Linked DNA regions of Mus musculus: region 1 is linked to region 2. A link is a contact called in public Hi-C data. All regions are on one chromosome and are shown on one strand. The core of a region is the stretch at or near the end of the contact, and the rest is flanking DNA. Distances in the headings are between cores, read along the strand shown. Region 1 holds the start of Cgas (cyclic GMP-AMP synthase). Region 2 overlaps Tmod3 (tropomodulin 3).

What was found. Hi-C and Micro-C count contacts between places; a contact is called where the count stands out from the background.
Region 1: a Hi-C map of trophoblast stem cells shows a contact between it and region 2, with 20 times the contacts expected there. The contact joins the promoter of Cgas here to the enhancer-like site in region 2. A contact is called at or near these places in 1 of 39 promoter capture datasets (embryonic stem cells), 1 of 484 Hi-C or Micro-C datasets (trophoblast stem cells), 1 of 115 datasets of contacts at active chromatin or transcription factors (thymic regulatory T cells) and 1 of 9 other capture datasets (adipose tissue).

The regions. Positions count from the first base shown.
Region 1 is chr9:78,439,949-78,445,642 of GRCm38.p6, forward strand. Cgas (cyclic GMP-AMP synthase) reads right to left here and starts at 3,289. Exons shown (of 5, transcript NM_173386.5): 1 at 2,516-3,289. The coding sequence starts at 3,130. It also overlaps a transcript of Mto1 not described here.
Region 2 is chr9:75,531,150-75,536,846 of GRCm38.p6, forward strand. Tmod3 (tropomodulin 3) reads right to left here. Exons shown (of 10, transcript NM_016963.2): 2 at 1,277-1,443. The coding sequence starts at 1,402. Among named protein-coding and RNA genes, the nearest start is that of Tmod3, 26 kb to the right of the region's middle. Within about 2 kb of position 3,507, at least 36 of the 459 cell types and tissues checked have an H3K27ac peak or open chromatin away from gene starts, as enhancers often do. A contact at or near this core is called in trophoblast stem cells, where this site is marked.

The DNA of each region.
Region 1 (5,694 bases), core at 2,039-4,538, 2.9 Mb after region 2:
TAACTAAACTGTAAGAGGTTAAAAAAAAAACAGACAGTGACTGTTTAACTCAGATACCAGATACGATTAGTCTGCACTAGCTCTTCAAGCTCATTTGCCCACCTGCACATGTTTTTAAGGTTAAACCTAGGACTGGCAACTAGAAACAAGCAAAGTTTGTCTATTCCAGTATGCTTTAGATTGACAGATGGTCCTCAGGCACTTCAGAGACCTGCTGAATCTGGCATTTAAGAGGCTTAAACTTACCATGACAAACAGAAACTCCTAAATCCTGGCAGTGACCACCTCAAGGTCGCCAAGAAGATCCTGGCATATCGGTAAAGGACTCCACCTAGCTTGTACTACACTAATCACCAAGAAAGACTGCCACATTGCCTTGCCCAGGCTAGGGCCAGCCTGAACCATGGACAAACAGGACACCAGAGAGTTAATTGTCCATGCTGCCTAAGACAAGGTGAGGTCTGTCTCTCCCATGTTCCTCCTCCACAGGAAAAGCCTCTCATAGTCTGGACCAAATGGCCAAAGACTGCCTCTGCACAAGGTGCCATGGAGGCCACAGAGCCTGGGACAATTGTTTAGGTAGTAGACTTTAGACTCGCCTCGGTCGTTTTAGTTGATATATAGGCCATTTTTGGATTATTGTTCCTGCTTACTTAGGTAAATTTTATCCTTCTCAGGTCTCTGAAGACTTTGAAGACCAATGAGAGAAGTAACTTTTTACTATTTCTTACTAAAGGAACTCACTTTACAGTGAGTGTTCCCGCCAGTGTCTCATGGTGATTTTGAACAGAAAAACAGTTTACAGTTTATGTAAGGTCTGAGGCTAGGAAAGCGTCTAAGAAAGTGCGCGAGGAAATAGCAAGGTGTTCTGAGGTTGCTAAAGGTAAGGTATGAAGGTTGGAGGTCGTGAAAACCTTGAATGCTAAGGAAAGTGAGCTAAGGGAGAAGGAAAATGCTTCAGATCTCTTCCCCTTCCCTCCCGTTCCCTCCCCTCGCTGTGCTATCATTGTGGTGAGACCTCAAAGTTCAGAGTTTAACATGGAACAGTGGTAAAACTAACACTTCTAATATTTATCTCTTTTTGTAAACTTAAAAAGATACTTCTAAGCTTCAGGGCATCCACTCGAATCCACTTCTCACAGGTCAAATTGACTCCAGATAAGTACTGCCAATCAATAACCTGCTTCCCTCCCCTACCTGTGTATTCCTGAGGGGGGATCTAGTCCCCTTTCCCTGGTCCTGGGAGCCCCACCCCAACTACCAAGACCATGGGCCTAAAGGTTTCAAATGTACACCCAAGAAAATTTCTTTTTCTCCCTAACCTCCTTAACTTTATCTTCTGCTCCTATCTGTTATTAGCATCCCAAATCCAGAACAGTCCCACAACCTGGACAGCAAGTTACACAGCCTGCTCTTCTCAGACTTGGTCAGCATTCCAGTTTTGAACCCCTTCCCTGATCATGGCACCCCAATGTCAGCAAAGTAGCCATAGACAATTGCGAGGCCCCTTATTCATTTATTATCAACAAAAGGCTGAGGTGTCTGGATTCAGATCCAGGTGCGCATTTAACCAAAGCCGACCTGGCCTCCAGGTTCTCCCAGGTCCCTCAGTCCCTACCTGTTACAGAGCATGGCTAGCATACTTCAGCCTCTGCCCTGAACCTTTCAGCCAAGGGGCTGGGCTTCCCCTCCGCCAGAAGCAGCTCTTCTCTATATAATGTGGGCATTTTGTGCGCTCTCTCTCGCTCTCGCTCTCTCTCTCTCCCTTCCTTCCCTCCCTTCCTTCTCCCTCTCCCTTTCTCCCCTCTTCTCTCTTCTCTCTCTTCCTCCTTCTCTACCCAACTCTGCCTCTCTGTATGTTCTCTCTCCCTGCGTGGGCACACTCTTTCTCTCTCTCTCTCTTCCCTCTTCCCTCTGTCTCCCTCCCCACAGTGACTACCCTGGCCTTTTTCTTAGGACCAGTGAACCTGCCCAAGAGCAGCTTTCTAATAAACCTGCCTTAATATATTTTAATTTGGCTTGAATTGGCTCATTTCACTAGCAGAGAATAGCTATCACCATCATCTTCAGGAACTCAGCCGGGCCTACTCTCCGAAGAGCATTAGAGGTAGGCTTGTAGATGACGTTCGCTCATAGGGGGTGCGACAATGTCAACGGACCCTCACTTGAGTACCCAGCCACCTCTCCCAATTAGTTGTATACAATTCTGCCCTAATTGCAGGCGGTCCCAAAGTCTCAGGGATGGACTAGATTCAATCTAGAGGCTATAGTTGGGGAAGGATTAATAAAGATGACTCCCCTGCGACTACTTTAAGGTCACCTGTCCCATCCCTCCAAAGCAAACTAACTAGCTATCAATATTGCTTGCTGTGAGCTAACTGGATGAATTAAAAAAAAAAAAAAAAGACTGGGGTGTTCCAAGGGAGGGGGGCCCTAAGAGTGTGGGACCCCCAAACAGCTGAGGAGGCAAGTGAGGAGTGGGGCCGGAGCCCCTCCAGCAGGTCTTGACGCTCACCTTCACATGTTCATAGTAGCTGCCAGTGTTCAGCTGCTCCACACCTTTGAACTCCGACTCCCGTTTCTGCATTCTGCGCAGCAGGCGTTCCACAACTTTATTCACCGTCTCGGCCGCCTCCGAGATATCTTTGCGTTTCAATCTCAATTTGTCCAGCACCTTCTTTAGCTTGTCCGGTTCCTTCCTGGACCCTCGCGGCGCTCTGGGCTGCCCGGTGGAGCGCGCGCCCCTTCTGTGGCTAGGTCCCCTTACGACTTTCCGCGCCTCGGGATCCGCGGGCGGCTGGGGCTCCCGTACGGCGGGCAGCTCCGGATCCAGGATGGCCTGCTGCTGGGGCACCCGGACGGCAGGCCGCGCGGTGGCTCCTGCCGCGTCCATGGCCGAGGGCTGTGCATCTTTGGTGAGCTCAGTGGCCCTTGCTGGATGCACTCGGGGCCCTGGGGCACGTGGCTTCTCCGTGGTGTCCCCGTCACGCTCCGCCCGCCGCGATCGAGCCCCCCTTTGCGGGCCGCAGCTTTCCGCGTGGGCCCTGGTCCTGCTGGGCTGCGTCGGGGCGCGCTTCGCGGACGGCTTCTTAGCGCGTGGCGCCGTCGTCCTTCTACGCGGATCTTCCATATCTGCCGCTCTTCGGTCCGGGAAAGAATAAATCGACTTCGAAGAAAGGCCGCGAAAAGGGGAACTCTCAGTGGCCGCTGGAAATGAAACTTAAATATATGGCGGGAACGTAGCCGGTCAGTATCCGCCGCGAGCAGGCGCAGGAGCACGCGTGAAGTCAGCGCCAGGAAGAGGCGGTCCAAGAGATGCGAACTTTTTCACCAGTGGGGACCAGCAGAGCCACTAGCTGGGGAACCACCCACTGAGCCACTGGCCGGGAAACCTCTCCTTTACCGCACAGACGCGGAAACCACTGACAGCTCAGATGGCTAGATTTGCCGCCTACCACCAAGATGTGTTTCAGGACACTACTGTCTCTCGTACATTTGTAGTTGATAAACAACTTTTTTATGTAAACTTTTTTGTTGTTTTTTGTTTTTTTTGTTTTTCGAGACAGGGTTTCTCTGTGTAGCCCTGGCTGTCCTGGGACTCACTGTAAACCAGGCTGGCGTCGAACTCAGAAATCCGCCTGCCTCTGCCTCCCAAGTGCTGGGATTAAAGGCGTGCGTCACCTCGCCCGGTTTATGTAAACTTTAAATCAAAATTTACTGTTCTTGTTAATGAGAAATAGAAACTCACTGAACCTTTTCAAGTTAGATTTAACTGCTTGGAATTAGTATTTCAACTTATCTTTCTAAAAAGCACACCGACTCTTAAAGAACATATTCAAAGTGCCTGTGTGAGTTTCATGAGCAGCACGGTGTAAGCCATCCTGATTTGGCTGCTGAGATTCCGTAGTCCTTTAATGCAGACTTTCAGAAAGCGATTTCTAAAGTCGGTCTCGTCAACAGTGGCTGCTTCTTTTAAAGTTGTTCTTGGCGGAACTCATTTTGCCTTCCACTGTGCTAACAAAAACAAAAACCTGTCTTCTGAAGATTTACATGGCTCAGAACAACACTTAGTTTTCAACTAACATCAGAATGTTATAATAATAACATTACTATATTCCACACCTTATTATGCAATCCTGTGTGTCCCTTAAAATAAAGCTCAAAAATTGCTGCTCTGTGTAACTTTTTGTAAAGTGTGTGTGTGTGTGTGTGAGTGTGTGTGTGTGTGTGTGTGTGTGTGTGTGTGCGCGCGCGCACGCGCGCGCGTGTGTATGTACCATATATTATGAGATACATGTAGCCTGAATAAAAAGACACCGATCAGTGTGCTGCCATCCTATTGACCCTGCAACTCTCTTCCCTCCTTCCTGTCAATGCCTGTACATGAGTTTTCAAAATGGGAACTTGTCTAACAAGCATTCGCTTTTGAATGGCAAGTAGACACACCTGGGAATGGAAACGCTGCCTACTTTGCAGAAATACACTTGAGCAGGAGACCTCTCTGTGAGGTCTTGCCAGTAGAGTGGCATTCTCCATTATTAGTCTCAGCACTAGGGAAGCAGAGGCAGTAAGCTGGAGATCTACAGAGCTAGTTCTAAAACAGTCAGGGCTATACATCGAAACCCTATCTGGAGGAAAAGAAGAAGAGAAGGGAGGGAGAGGAGGAGGAGGAGGAGGGTGAGGAGGAGGAGGAATTAAAAAGAAGAAAACAGTGCAATAGAGTATGGAATAGGCATGAGCATCGGAGAGAATGAAGTTTGAACAATGATTTTTGAAAGGAGCAAAATTCACTGCGACAACCATACTGTAATTGTAATTCTTTTAGTTGTGAATCTTTCTAGTTAATCAACTCTTAGCATCACCTGTGGGAGCATAGGTCCGTAGCTCCAGCTGCTCTGGAGGCTTAAGCAGAGCATCTTTGAGCCCAGAAGTACAAGCCTGGATAAGAGAGTGAGATCTTGTCTCAAACAATAAATCCGAGGTCCATCCTGGGGACGCTGATACAAGAGTAACAAACTACCTTCCACATGAGGGTTTTATAGACTTCCCAAACAGAAACTCGGTTTCTATTGTCTTTATTATCTGTCCTTGGGCTACAACTGAACTTTCTGGTTCTGAGTCTATGAGTAATGTCTTCGTTGAAAAGGGAAGATTCTGCACTGAATACATAGCATGTGAACAGATTAATGCCTGGTCTTCAAATGTAGGTGAGAGGGATTCTCCCAGGTAAGTGTCAACTGGGTTTATGATTCTTTGGGGAGGGGGCAGGATTGATGCAGGGTTTCTTTGTGTGGCCCTGATTATCCTGGAACTCACTCTGTAGATCAGGCCTTGAACTCAAGAGATCCCCTGCCTCTGCCTCTGCCTCTGCCTCTGCCTCTGCCTCTGCCTCTGCCTCTGCCTCTGCCTCTGCCTCTGCCTCTGCCTCTGCCTCTGCCTCTGCCTCTGCCTCTGCCTCTGCCTCTGCCTCTGCCTCTGCCTCTGCCTCTGCCTCTGCCTCTGCCTCTGCCTCTGCCTCTGCCTCTGCCTCTGCCTCTGCCTCTGCCTCTGCCTCTGCCTCTGCCTCTGCCTCTGCCTCTGCCTCTGCCTCTGCCTCTGCCTCTGCCTCTGCCTCTGCCTCTGCCTCGAGTACTGGGATTACAGGCATGAGACACCACTGCCTGACTGAGTCTATGATTCTTTAATCAATGGTTT
Region 2 (5,697 bases), core at 2,257-4,756:
CAAAAGTCACTGGCCCAAGTTAAAAACCCCAGGCTAGACAGTCTCTTACATGCTTTCTAGCTCTTAAACCATTTGATTGAAATTGGTTTCACTGACTACTGCCAAATATATTGTTGGCAGCTCTATTATCTTGAGTAATCTCTCAGACTTAGGTATGGGAAGTTTTTCTTGTAATAGTAATTATGGTCAAAGGACTTGACCTGTGTATAGACATATCACTTAGCAACAAGAACAATTTTATAAAGCACATTTTTAGCATGTGTGAGGCCCTGAATTTAATTCTCAGTACCACTCCTTTCCCTAAAAGCTCACAATACTTTAATTCTTCAAGAATACAGAAAACCAATGTGCTTTCAAGAAAGATGGTCAAGCTTTGCAAATAACCACTACTTTGAGGGTCTTCCCTGCTATCTGCTCCTCCATGAGTCTCATTTCAAAGATTAAATAGTTCCACACTATACTTGTGCAGCCTAGGAGACAAGTAACAACCAGTTGGCAAATTAAGACAAGTATACATCTGCACTGTCCTTGACTAACAATGGCTCACTGTAAGATAATGTAAAAGCACACCGTACAATCATTTTGGTTTTCATTATCAGGATAGCACCTAAGTTAACTTCTATGAGGTAATAACTACTTTTTTTTTTAAACAAACTAGGCTTTACATTACATGATTTTGTACAAATGTAGGCTTACTTAAGTGTTTTGAGCACATTTAAGGTAGGCTAGGTAAAGCTATGATGTTAATAGACTAGGTATAATAAATGCATTTCAATGTATAATATTTGTAACTTAGGATGGGTTTATCAGGGACTTAAGATCATCGTTAAGAAATATCCATGTTCAGATCTGCTCCTCAGATCTGTCCCACCGATGCTAACACAGACCATCTGGTCAACCTTTCTTAAGTACCATTATAATTAGGTTTAGGCCACTAAGAACATTCTTAGAGGCACATATACTGGTGCCAGTCTGGTAACTCTGAAGAGAAACAGATTAGCATAAATTAAAGGGCTAATTAGCTATTACTAATTTCAATTACACAAAGGTAAGCTTGTAGTGGAGAAAAGAAATTGTGTAGATGTTTAATGATGGTTTAAAATGCCTGTGTCATAAGATGTGGAGGTAGATATGGGGACCTGGAGAAGAAGCAAAAAGCCAGTTCATCTGGACAGAAAGTGGGTAAAGGGTATGGGAAAAGGCACGAGAAAGCAAGCTGGTTAGACGGCAGCTACTGAGCCAAACGGTCGCTATCTCTTCTTCGGTTAGCACCGACCTCGGGGTCAAGATCATCCAGGACAGTCTCCAGCTGTTTCAGCTCTGATTCGGACAGCTTGCCAAGGAGCTCGTCCTCATCCAGGTCCTTGTAGTCCCCCAAGTCCTTCCGGAACGGCAGTGCCATGGTGCAGGGTACTCACTGGCTACTTCCACCACGGGTTATAGCTTTGGAGAGAAGTGAGAAAGCCATTTTACAAATGGACGTCATGTATTTGCATCTATGACAGGGAACAGGGAGTGCTAGTTGGGTGTCCTACATCCTTGGTCTATCATCTGCTGCTCTCACCTACACACCACTCATCACCACTCATGCCTTCACTACTGCCTCTGCAGGAAAATAATCAAGTGGGAGAAAGGAAGTGAGGATGAAAAACATTAAAACAATTGCTTGGTAGAATGTACAATTCCCGATGCTTGAATTTTAGTGGCAAAATGAATTAAATTTTTTTTTTTGAGAAAATAAATGTCTGTGACATCAATTTATCCTAATGGAGAACATTTGCTTCACTACAAACTATTTAGGAGAACAGTATGACACAATATCAACATAGGAAAATAGCAATATATATCTCACAGGAAGAAATAGTAGTCCCTTGCCTCTGGGACTATGATTTTTTAAAAAAAGTATTTTTCAAAAGATGATTTTAGAAGCTGGAGAAACGGCTCAGCCGTTAAGAATGCTTCCTGCAGAGGGTTTCTGGTCGGTTCCCAGAATCCACACAGAGTGGCTCCCAGCTGTAACTAACTCATTCTAGAGGATCCGACACTCTCCTCTGGCTTCCGAGGGTACTAACATGTGAGAAGCGGGTGTGGCGGCAGTCCCAAAGGCCCCAGGGACTGCAGCTAAGTCGTATGACTTGCACCTGACTTCCTCATATAAGCCACAAACATCTTGAGAGCTGCGCAGGTGTACCAGGATACCAGTGAATCCATTTTGATGGAGATATGCCCCTGCTGCCCTGATTAGCTGAAGCTGCGTGCCTGGTGAGGTGGTGTGGCCTGCTGTGCGTGGATGGGAACTGAGAGTATAAAAGAGTGAGAGGCCCAGGGTTCGAGGGAGATATAAACAAGGGAGATATAAACAAGAAGAAACAGGACTGAATAAACGTGTGCAGAAGGATCCTGTTGCAGCGTCGTTCTTCCTGGCCAGTTGAGCGCGCACAAGACTAACATACATGTGATACACATACATGCAAGCAGACACTCACAGGTACGCATAACTAAAAACAAGGGCATCTTCTAAAAACATTTTCAAAGGAAAATATTATTTTCCTATTATTAGGTTGTTTGTTTATTTAAGGGATTTTTTTCCCCCACTAGGTCTCGCAATACAGGTCAGGCTAACCTGAAACTCGCTCCATAGACCAAGTTAGCCTTGCATTTAAGGTGAGCCTTCTGCTTTGACCTCCCTCGTGAGTGCTAGAAACACAGGTGTATGCTACCACACCCAGCAGAAAAGAAGTTCTAAAGAACAACAAAAAGGCATTCTGAAAACATATTAAAACACACTGGGATGTGCCACCCAGGAATAGGCAGTATGTTCAAGAAGGCCTGACTACAGGGAAGGCTCTTCATTTTGTCAGTGTGGGTGGCTCTACCTAATAGAATTAGGCCCAGCAGCTACACATACAGCACACAGCAGGACTACTCTGTATGAAAGGACACTGAGAACATGCTGCAACAAAATCAGGGAGCAGGCAGTGAAGTGCTTCCACCACGTACAGTGTTCACACGGGCTACATCTCTCTTTAGAAAAGAAGCGAGCAAATAAAAAAGCAAACCAACTAGAATAATAATAAGAAAAAAACCACAAGAAACACACAAACAAACCCATAAAAACATAAAATTAGGAATTATTTCATACAAGTAAAAGACCAGTAAGATAAAGAAAAACCCCCAAAAGCCAACATGAGCCAAAAATTCCAAACCAAACCAAACCAAACCAAGCCAAAACCAAACCAAAAACCTACAAAAATGTCATTGAGTTAACTCTGTGTTGGTCATCTACTTGCTTGGCACGGGGCCTGCCCTCATCTGTGGTTTGTGTACCCAGTGAGACACCATTTAGAAAACTGGCTTTTCCTTTGCAAGTGGTTGTCAATCGGAGAGAGCGTCTTTTGGTTGGGAAGCAGGGGCTGGAGCTCACAGCTACTTCTCCCTCTCCTCTCTGGTATGTCTGTCTGGAACCTGCACAGGCCCCGTTGCGCTGCCACAGTCTGAGTTCACATGTGAGTCAGTTTTGTTGTGTCTGGAAGACACTGTTTCCTTGGTGTCATCCACCCCTTCTGGCTCTTACAACCTTTCCGCCCCCTCTTCTGCATAGCTCCCTGAGCCCCCGGGGGTGGGGGGGGGGAGGGATTAAGAAGACACTTAGGACTGAGTGTTCTCAGTCTGTCACCCTCTGCATACTGTCCAGCTGTGGGTCTCTGTATTAGTGCCCATGTCCTGTAGGCGGATGCTTCTCTAATGATGGCTGAGCAAGACACTGATCCATGGTGTGCTGGCTAGTTTTATGTCAACCTGACAAAGGCTAGAGTCATCTGAAAGGAGGGAATTTCAATTGAGGAATTACCTTCATTAGATCCATCTATAAGGCGTTTTCCTAATTAGTGATTAACAGGAGAGGACCCAGCTCACTGTGGGTAGCGCCATCCTAGGACTGGTAGTCCTAGGTTCTATAAGAGAGCAAGCTGAGCAAGTCAGGAAGCAACACTCTCAACAGCCTCTCCATCAGCTCCTGACTCTATGTTTTTTGCCCTGCTTGAGTTCCTGTTCTGACTTCATTCAATGATGAACAGAGGTATGGAAGCAGAAGTCACATAAATCCTGTCCTCTCTGGTGGCTCCTGGTCATGGTGTTTCATCACACCAACAGCATCCCTAAGATACAGAAGTATGGCACAGTATCATTAGGAGTCACTTTATTGCTGTGTTCCTTTGGCAAACAATACTATTTGGTTTTCCCCTAGGCCCGTGGCCTACTTAGTCTCAGGTTCTTAGGCACCCAAGCTGTGTCAGGCATGGGTTCCATCCACTTCATGGAGTGGCCTTAAATCTAATCAGATAGCAGATGGTCACTCTCACAGCCTCTGTGCCGCAACTGCACCGGTGCGTCATACAGGAACGTTACTGTTGTAGATCACAGGGTCTGTAGTTGTGCTCTATTAACTCTTACTACTTTTTGTGTGTTGTAGGGGAACATGTTTCTATGACTTTTACTTCAGCTTGTTTTTCCTTTACAAAACAATAGAGAAGTCATATTCTTGTGATTCAGATTCTGGAATTTTTGCCAAGGTGAAAGAACTTCCAGTTCTAGAAAAGTCAACTTTTCTAGAAACTTCAATTCTGCTTCAACAAAGTGTTAACAAATAGTATTGATGGTAGCTAATCTCACTCAGAACTCATATCTGCATGTTCTTGTATCCTGTGTTCCCACTCCGAGAGTCCCCATCCTGACTTTACATCTCCCCTAGCTTTCCTTTACTGAGGAGCATCCCACTGTATACTGACAGTGTCTCGGGACAGCCGTTCAGAAGCCGCTCTGGGAGTAGCTTGCTTTTGCTTCTGTTCTGAGGATAACAATATAATCTATCTCTCCCCTGTCCTCTGAGGACACTTTATTAGAAGAGAACAAATTCTGAATGACAAGGAGGTGAAACCAATATGGTGGCCTTATGCAGCAACAGAGACTCAAGGACATATTTAGTGCAATAAGCCACACACAGAAAGTCAAACACTGTAAATTCTCACATATAAGTAGAAGTTAAAAAGTTAATTTCATAGACATCGAGTAGATGTCTTTTTTCTTTTTCGTTTTTTTTTTTTTAAGATTTTATTCATTTTATATATGTGATGAATACATTGTAACTGTCTTCAGACACACCAGAAGAGGGCATCAGATCTCATTACAGATGGTTGTGAGTCACCAAGTAGTTGCTGGGAATTGAACTCAGGACCTTCAGAAGAGCAGTCAGTGCTCTTAACCTCTGAGCCATCTCTCCAGCCCCCTGAGTAGATGTTTTTACAGGCTAGAAAGGTTGTGCATGGGAGGATGGGTAATGGGCACTAAACCACAGCTAGATGAGAATATGTTCTTGTGTTTTATAGCAGGGACTTGAATCTGGCTGTTACTATAAATGTAAATTGGAACAGTTACATTATTCATCAATGTATTGTCTATCCCTGGTTCATGTGGCACAGTGGGAGAGATGAATAATTACAGTGGTCTGCAGAGCCTAAAACATTTACTATTGGCCCCTCACAGAATAAAAGCTGCCAACTCTTTGAGAAATGTGCAAATTCCTCAGCACAAAATACAGTTTACAAACTGATTTAGTCAGCTTTCCCGCATTATCTTCAGCTGTTCCCTATCACAATTCTAAAAAGGACAGAGTCTAGATGCCCATATCCCTGCTAACCA